Linked DNA regions of Mus musculus: region 2 is linked to region 1. Evidence: chromatin contacts called from public promoter capture Hi-C data. All regions are on one chromosome and are shown on one strand. Each heading gives the region's core, a stretch centred on a gene start, on an enhancer-like site or on the middle of the called end of the contact. The rest is flanking DNA. Distances are from core to core; before and after follow the strand shown. Region 1 has its middle 14 kb from the start of Acacb. Region 2 overlaps Myo1h (myosin 1H).

Region 1 (3,338 bases), core at 443-2,942:
CTGTAGCTGTTGTAAGCCTTCATGTGTTGTTGGGAATTGAATTTAGGACCTCTGCTCCACACCAGCCCAAAGATTTATTTATTTATTATTATAAATAAGTACACTGTAGCTGTCTTCAGACACACCAGAACAGGGCCATCAGGTTTCATGACGGATGGTTGTGAGCCACCATGCGGTTGCTGGGATTTGAACTCAGGACCTTTAGAAGAGCAGTCAGTGTTCTTACCCGCTGAGCCATCTCGCCAGCCCAGGCCCAAGCCCAGGCCCAGGCCCAGGTCCAGGCCCAGGCCCAGGCCCAGGCCCAGGCCCAGGCTTTAAGCCTAAGTCTGATCTCCTGGAGCTCACTCTCCTGCCTGCGAGATCCATGTACACAGGACAGCAGCCCACACGGCTGCCACCTGGGATGAACCACGAAAGTCTGACAACCTACCACAGATGCCCTGAAGTGGGAGGAGAGGCAGGACTCCTGAAAGTTGCTCCGACCTACTCACTCGTGTCACATCGCGCACACACGTGCTCGGGTGTCACATGCGTGCTCATGCACATTCACACACTCACAAAACTGTGTGAAAGTCTGTTTTCTGAATGATGAGCCATGGGGGGGTTGGCGCTTTCATCTTGAGTGGCAGTGTGTCATCCTGACACATGATGCTCTTTTGACCCATCAATGCCCTAGGCCTCTCACGCCCCGCACCCCCACGCCCGCCATGGAAAGCCCTGGGACGATCCCCGGTTTACTCAGTACCACGCATGTTCCCGTCCCTGCTATTTCTCCTAGGGTCCTGGTTCATTTTGGTGGGGAAAGTACTTAAGAGTTACAATGTAGATAGTTTTGGCTCCCCTGTGTGTAATAGGCCAGCCTGGGGAAAGGGAGATGGGCTTGTGTAATGGCCCAAGGACTCTCAGTGGCTTGAACTTGATCTTAGATAATGTTCTCAGCATAGTGTCTGGAACACTGTAGCCCAGTTAGCATCAACCAGTTCTTCTGCCCTCTGCCTTCCTCACGTACAAGAAAGCCAGGATTTGGGAGCTTGGTGAGAACTCGGGCCCGCACAGCAGTGAAAGAGCACTTGAACCCTCCCCTCCAGGCACATCCACGCGAGGTGATGGGCTGTGTGTAGGGTTCTTGGGGTATTTGAGTTGGTTTGTTTTTTTGAGACAGTCTGGTATAGCCTAGGCTGGACCCAGGCTTGTATGTAGGAGAGGCTGGCTCCTTATCTTGCTCCCTCCACGGCCAAGTACTGGGATTATAGGCATGTTCCACCACGCCCAGCTGAGCTCCTGTTTTTGTTTATAAATGTTTCCATTAAACAATACTGGGGAGGTGTGTGTGCAGAAGTCAGAAGACAACCTGGGGAGCCAGTTCTCTCCTTATTCCACATGGGGTTCCAGGGACGGAACTCAGGCCGTCAGACTTGGCAGCATGCGTCTTTGTCTCCTGAACCATTTTACCAGCCCCAGATTTGGGGTTTTGACACACACCCTGCTCCCTCAGGCCACCCTGCTCCCACTCAACAAGGTGGAACTGGGATTCCAGCTAGAGTCCTCGGGCTTCGTCCTTGTACCTGGAATTTTCACCTCCCTGACCTTGCCAAGTCCTCATGGCCTTCAGAGCCCCCTTGACCTACACAGCCTTCCTGTTCTTCCGAGCCTCCCTCCCTCGTTGCCGCCCCCACAGCAGCCAGGGCAGCAGCCGGAAGCTGCAACACAAAGGTGCAAACAGAATCAGCACCAAAGATCTGCCCAGGAGGCAGCGGGTACTGGGCCCTGACCCGAGTGTCGGATCTAGAGCGGCTTGTAGGTTTGTGTATGGGAAGGGAAAGCCCGGGAACAGGCTGTTCTTCCTCAGGGAGGCCGCCCTTTAACCCTAGAGAGCTCTGTTCCCACCAAAACCCAACGCCACGCCGTCACCTCAGTCTCACCTCTGGAGGTTACTTCACTGCACACAGACTAAAAGGTGCAATAGTCCTGCCCCAGGAGCAGCCTGGGGGAGGTCTCAGCCTGATGGGAGAGAAGCCATCTCTCGTCTATACATTTACCAGGTAAAGCAAAGGGTGAGGTTCCCCAGGGGCAGCCAGGGAGAGGGCCTTGACTGTCACGGTGGTCACGAGTGCCAGCCTAAGCAGTTGGAGCTCCATCAGCCACCAGCCTGCTGTGGATGCTACCGCCACTGTCTGTGTCCTGCAGGCGGGGAAGTTAGGGCTCATGCTAACTCTCTGACAGTAGTCAGAGCTTGAAGGTCAGATGGGCTCTCCTGGCATTAATCGCGTGCCGGCTGTGTGCTGGGCACTGTGGTTGTGCCCTTCTGAGTCAACATGCCCAGAGTTTCCTGGGGTGTGAAGTCACATGAGTGTTAAAAAAAATTTGATAAACCGTTTTTTCCTTTCCAAGACCTGAATGACAACCCTGAGACCAAATATTTATGAATAAGTGCCTATGCTATAAGCTTTGGCTCATTCCCCAACTAGCTTGTAACTTATTTAACTATTCCAGGTCTACCACTCTCCTTCCCTCCCATCCCCTTCTTCATTAGCATTTCCTCTTCGGATCTTGAGTCTCTCCTTTTATTGGCTCACTATTTCCCAGAATCCTCCCTTCCTGCCACTGTCCTTTCTCCTACTTCCTGCCTCAGCTCATTGGCCATTGGCTTTTTTTTTTTTTTTTTTTTTTTTTGGTTTTTTGAGACAGGGTTTCTCTGCGTAGCCCTGTCTGTCCTGGAGCTCACTTTGTAGACCAGGCTGGCCTCGAACTCAGAAATCCTCCTGCCTCTGCCTCCCGAGTGCTGAGATTAAAGGTGTGTGCCACTACGCCCAGCTGGCCACAGGTGATTATTTCAAAGCGTTTCTCCCTACACCTGTGCCTTCTCCATCTAAGCTGCACCGGCTTTCTCATCTCTGATGCCCCAACACCTCCAACGCTGCCCATGCGCAGTGCTCCAGTGCCCAGGGGACTTCGCACCAGCCACAGCTGCTTATTTTCTGCTTGCTCCAGGCCTGTCTGCTGGCCTTCTCTGGAGTCCCATGCTCTGGCATGTGGTAATTCTGGGACTTATTGAATAATGTCCCTGATGCTGCTTTTTCTGTTGTTTGTGGGTTGTTTTTCTTTTGGGTCCTGGTCAAGCCCCACCCTGAAGCACAAGGCTGGCTTTGAGTGAGCATGCCGCAATCTTCCTGCCTAAGCCTCCGGGGTACAGGGGGAACAGGTTTGAGCTGCCACAATCAGCTCCTCCTAACCTGCTGAATAACTGAGCTCCACAGCCTGCAGCCTCTGCCTATTACGTATACTCTCCATGTGCGTCCAAGCTGAGTGACTGCAGGCAAGCCACGCCCCCTCCCCCG
Region 2 (3,338 bases), core at 541-3,040, 150 kb after region 1:
ACGTGTGCTCCCACGTGTTATACGTGCTCACCCATACAAACAGACTCATACACAAAGTCCCCCAGCGCTGTGGTACTCATACACGCATGGCTGTGTGGGTGTTGGCGTGTGCATGTATATGTGTGTGCTTTTATGACTACATGGTTGGTTTTTGTTGTTGTTGTTGTTGGTGGTGGTGGTGGTGGTGGTGGTGGTGGTGGTGATGGTGGTTTTTCAAGACAGGGTTTCTCTGTGTAGCCCTGGCTGTCCTGGAACTCACTCTGTACCCCAGGCTGGCCTTGAACTCAGAAATCTGCCTGCCTCTGCCTCCTGAGTGCTGGGATTAAAGTCTTGTGCCACCACTGCCCGGTGGCTATATGTATTTTTAATTGGTGGGTAGTACACATGTTTGGGGACTCTGTGCTGCTCTCTCTGCACGGTCGCTGGCAGATCCCCACGTCACCATCAGTTATAATTGGTGTCAGAATATTCCAGATCCTCTACAGCAGCTAGTTTGCAGTCTCCACTTGGGCGCTATCTGCCACTCACCCGGTTACATGTGCTGAACGTCTTCTTCCTTGCTCCCTCCCCGCTTCGTGCTTTTCTCCGACATTGGTAACCTCTTCTAAGTCTCTGACATCCAAGCTCAGCTTCCACCTGTAAAAGAGGTCACATGATCTTGTCTCTCTGGGTCCGGCTTATCTCACTTAACACGATGTTCCGGATTCCATCCGTGTTGCTGCAAGTGATGGGACTGCCTTTGGAGAGCTCTTCCCTGTCTCTGTCTTGTGTGTGTCTGTGTCTGTGTGTGGGTGGTGGTGATGGTAGTGATGGTGGTGATGCGGTTGTAGACTGAGTAGGATACTCAGCCATTGGCCTCCAGACCCCATATTACACATGTACCTTTACATACATGTGTGTCCGCACATATATTCAAAGGCACCATTTTTTAAAAGATATGCAGTCTACTAATTTTCCTTTCAACCCAAAGAGGTTGAAAGACTGAGGTAAAAGAAGGGGGCGGAAGTGGAGTCCACGGTGCTGGTCCACATGTGCCCCACTGCCAGCTTCTGTTCTGGGAGAGAGAAGTTGAGGATATCAGGAAGACACTCCTGAAAGCCGCCCTTGTTCACAAGTTTGCATGCAAACTGTGAGGCCAATGAGGACTTCTGTGACCTCAGGGAAGGCCAAGTGTGTGTCTAGAAATGACTGCCAACCTCCACAGGCTTTTTTTTAATCTTTAATTTTTTTCTTATTTTAAAATGATTTGCAGGTGCCCACAGAGTCCAGCAGGGGGCGTGGAGTCCCCTAGAGCTGGACTTAAACAGAATATGGGTGCTGAGAACCCTATGCAAATCCTCTGTGGGAACAGGGGCTCTCCACCCCTGAGCCTTCGCTCTAACCCCAGGAAGTCCTTCTCACTTAGCATGCTTTAGCGGAAAAGCAAACGAGCCTTCTTCCACGCCTTCCGCCCAGTACTTACACAGAGAATAGTAACAAGTAACACTTGTAACTATTCCCCCCACCCAAACCTGTAACTCCCAGGGGCCAATTAAGGCTCCCGAGCTGCTGCTGTTTTACCAGCAGCCGCTCTAATCCTCGAGGTAATTTGGAGGCCTCGTTCAGTTTGCTGATATTCGTAATTACGCCCATTGGTGATTAAGAGGCCTCAGCTGGATAGTAAAACGCTAACTGTCTGCTGGTCGTTAGATCAAAAGATAATCCTTCATTTCAGCTGCGGGGCTGCCTGCCTATCTGGGATCCGTCCTTGTCCTCCTTGAACAGACGTTTGGTTTCGGTTTAGTTGCCTTAGCACTCAGAACTGGGGAGAGCACCGTCCCTGGAGGCTTCCTGACAGAGACTATCTGTATTCGTGATGGAGCCCAGGCTGGCCTTGAACTCCACCTCCTCCTTTCTCAGCTCTAGGAACTCTCAGGCTCCACCAAGCCTGGCTGAGATTTAACTTCACAACTCCAAGGCAAGGGCCACAAAGTGTTTGCACAGGGTTGTGTCTGTAATCTCCGTTCTTTTGGTGCCTGCAACTTTAAGAACCGTAGAGTCAGGCACTGGGAGTCCTAAGGGAACCAGGCTAAGCTGGCAGGAAGCCTTCTCCACACACTTTGGCTACAAGGGCCCAGAGAGAGCCTGGCGTAAGCCATGGGAGCCAGGCTGAGTCTGCGGCGGTCTTACGACTCTTCAATGTGACAGCAGCTCAAACACATACCCCATGCACAGAATCACATACAAACACACCACACACAGACACAGAGTCAGGGACACAACTATACACACACCACATGCAACACACACAACACAGAGACGGAAACTCACAGACATTTGCACACTCTGTGTGTACACACACAGAGACAGACACACACCACACACACAGACACAGAAACATACACCATACGTACACACACAGATAGACACATGCACATGGCATATCATACAAACACTAGACACTTGCACAAACACATGCAACACAGAGAAACACACAAACACACCACACAGAGATGCATACAGCATTTGTTCACACACAGAGATGGACACACAATATGATATCACACACAAAAACACAGACACATGCACATATATACAATATACACACAGAGACAGAAATATACATATGTTATCACACACAAACATACAGACACATGCACATACTATACACACAGAGACACACACAGCACATATAGAGATAGAAACACACATACCATATGTAACACACACAGACACATACACATGACACCACACACAAACACACAGACACATGCACATACATACACTATATATACAGAGATACATACACATTGGACATATCACACACACACAAACACATAGACACACGTGTACACACACCATATCTGCACACACAGAGACAGACACGTACATATGACATATCTCCCTCTCACACACACACAGACATGCATACACACACACAGAGTCAGATACAAGGCTGGCTGCACTCTGCTGAAAACACACGGACGCTGAAACAGGAAGTTCACAGGCTTTTCTTGTGTCACCAATTACTTTTTCAGTCTCCTCCAGTCGTTTAAAAGGTGAGAGTGGCTTGGGCCTTTACGAATGGGCAGGGTCTGGATCAGGCTTCCGGGCCAGTTGGCTGACCCCGTCCAGAGCATGCCTGTCTCAGAGCATGCTGCATGCGTTCTGTCTAGAAGCTCACTGGCCTGGCTCGGTGCCAACAGCTTCATTAGGAATTTTGATTTTTCTCAGCATGTGCCACGTTAGCTAGCGTAGCCTCACTTGCCACTGGCTGATCACAGGCTGGGTTTGCTTATTAAAATGCTTATTATATTTGTTTAGTGTGTGTGTGCGCGCGTGCGCGTGCATGTGCGTGA

Evidence for each region. Capture Hi-C pulls out chosen DNA fragments and counts their contacts.
Region 2: a promoter capture Hi-C map of adipose tissue shows a contact between it and region 1. The contact joins two enhancer-like sites. A contact is called at or near these places in 4 of 39 promoter capture datasets (the 3T3-L1 cell line, cranial neural crest and hippocampal neurons), 1 of 15 datasets of contacts at CTCF or cohesin (hippocampal excitatory neurons), 6 of 484 Hi-C or Micro-C datasets (brown adipocytes, cerebral cortex, cortical neurons and 3 more), 2 of 115 datasets of contacts at active chromatin or transcription factors (pancreatic cancer cells and stem cell-derived neural progenitor cells) and 2 of 9 other capture datasets (adipose tissue and liver).

The regions. Positions count from the first base shown.
Region 1 is chr5:114,150,294-114,153,631 of GRCm38.p6, forward strand. It overlaps a transcript of Acacb not described here. Among named protein-coding and RNA genes, the nearest start is that of Acacb, 14 kb to the right of the region's middle. Within about 2 kb of position 1,693, at least 7 of the 459 cell types and tissues checked have an H3K27ac peak or open chromatin away from gene starts, as enhancers often do. A contact at or near this core is called in adipose tissue, where this site is marked.
Region 2 is chr5:114,295,506-114,298,843 of GRCm38.p6, forward strand. All of the region lies in intron 1 of Myo1h (myosin 1H), which reads left to right. Among named protein-coding and RNA genes, the nearest start is that of Myo1h, 7.9 kb to the left of the region's middle. RefSeq lists an enhancer at 3,218-3,338. Within about 2 kb of position 1,791, at least 20 of the 459 cell types and tissues checked have an H3K27ac peak or open chromatin away from gene starts, as enhancers often do. A contact at or near this core is called in adipose tissue, where this site is marked.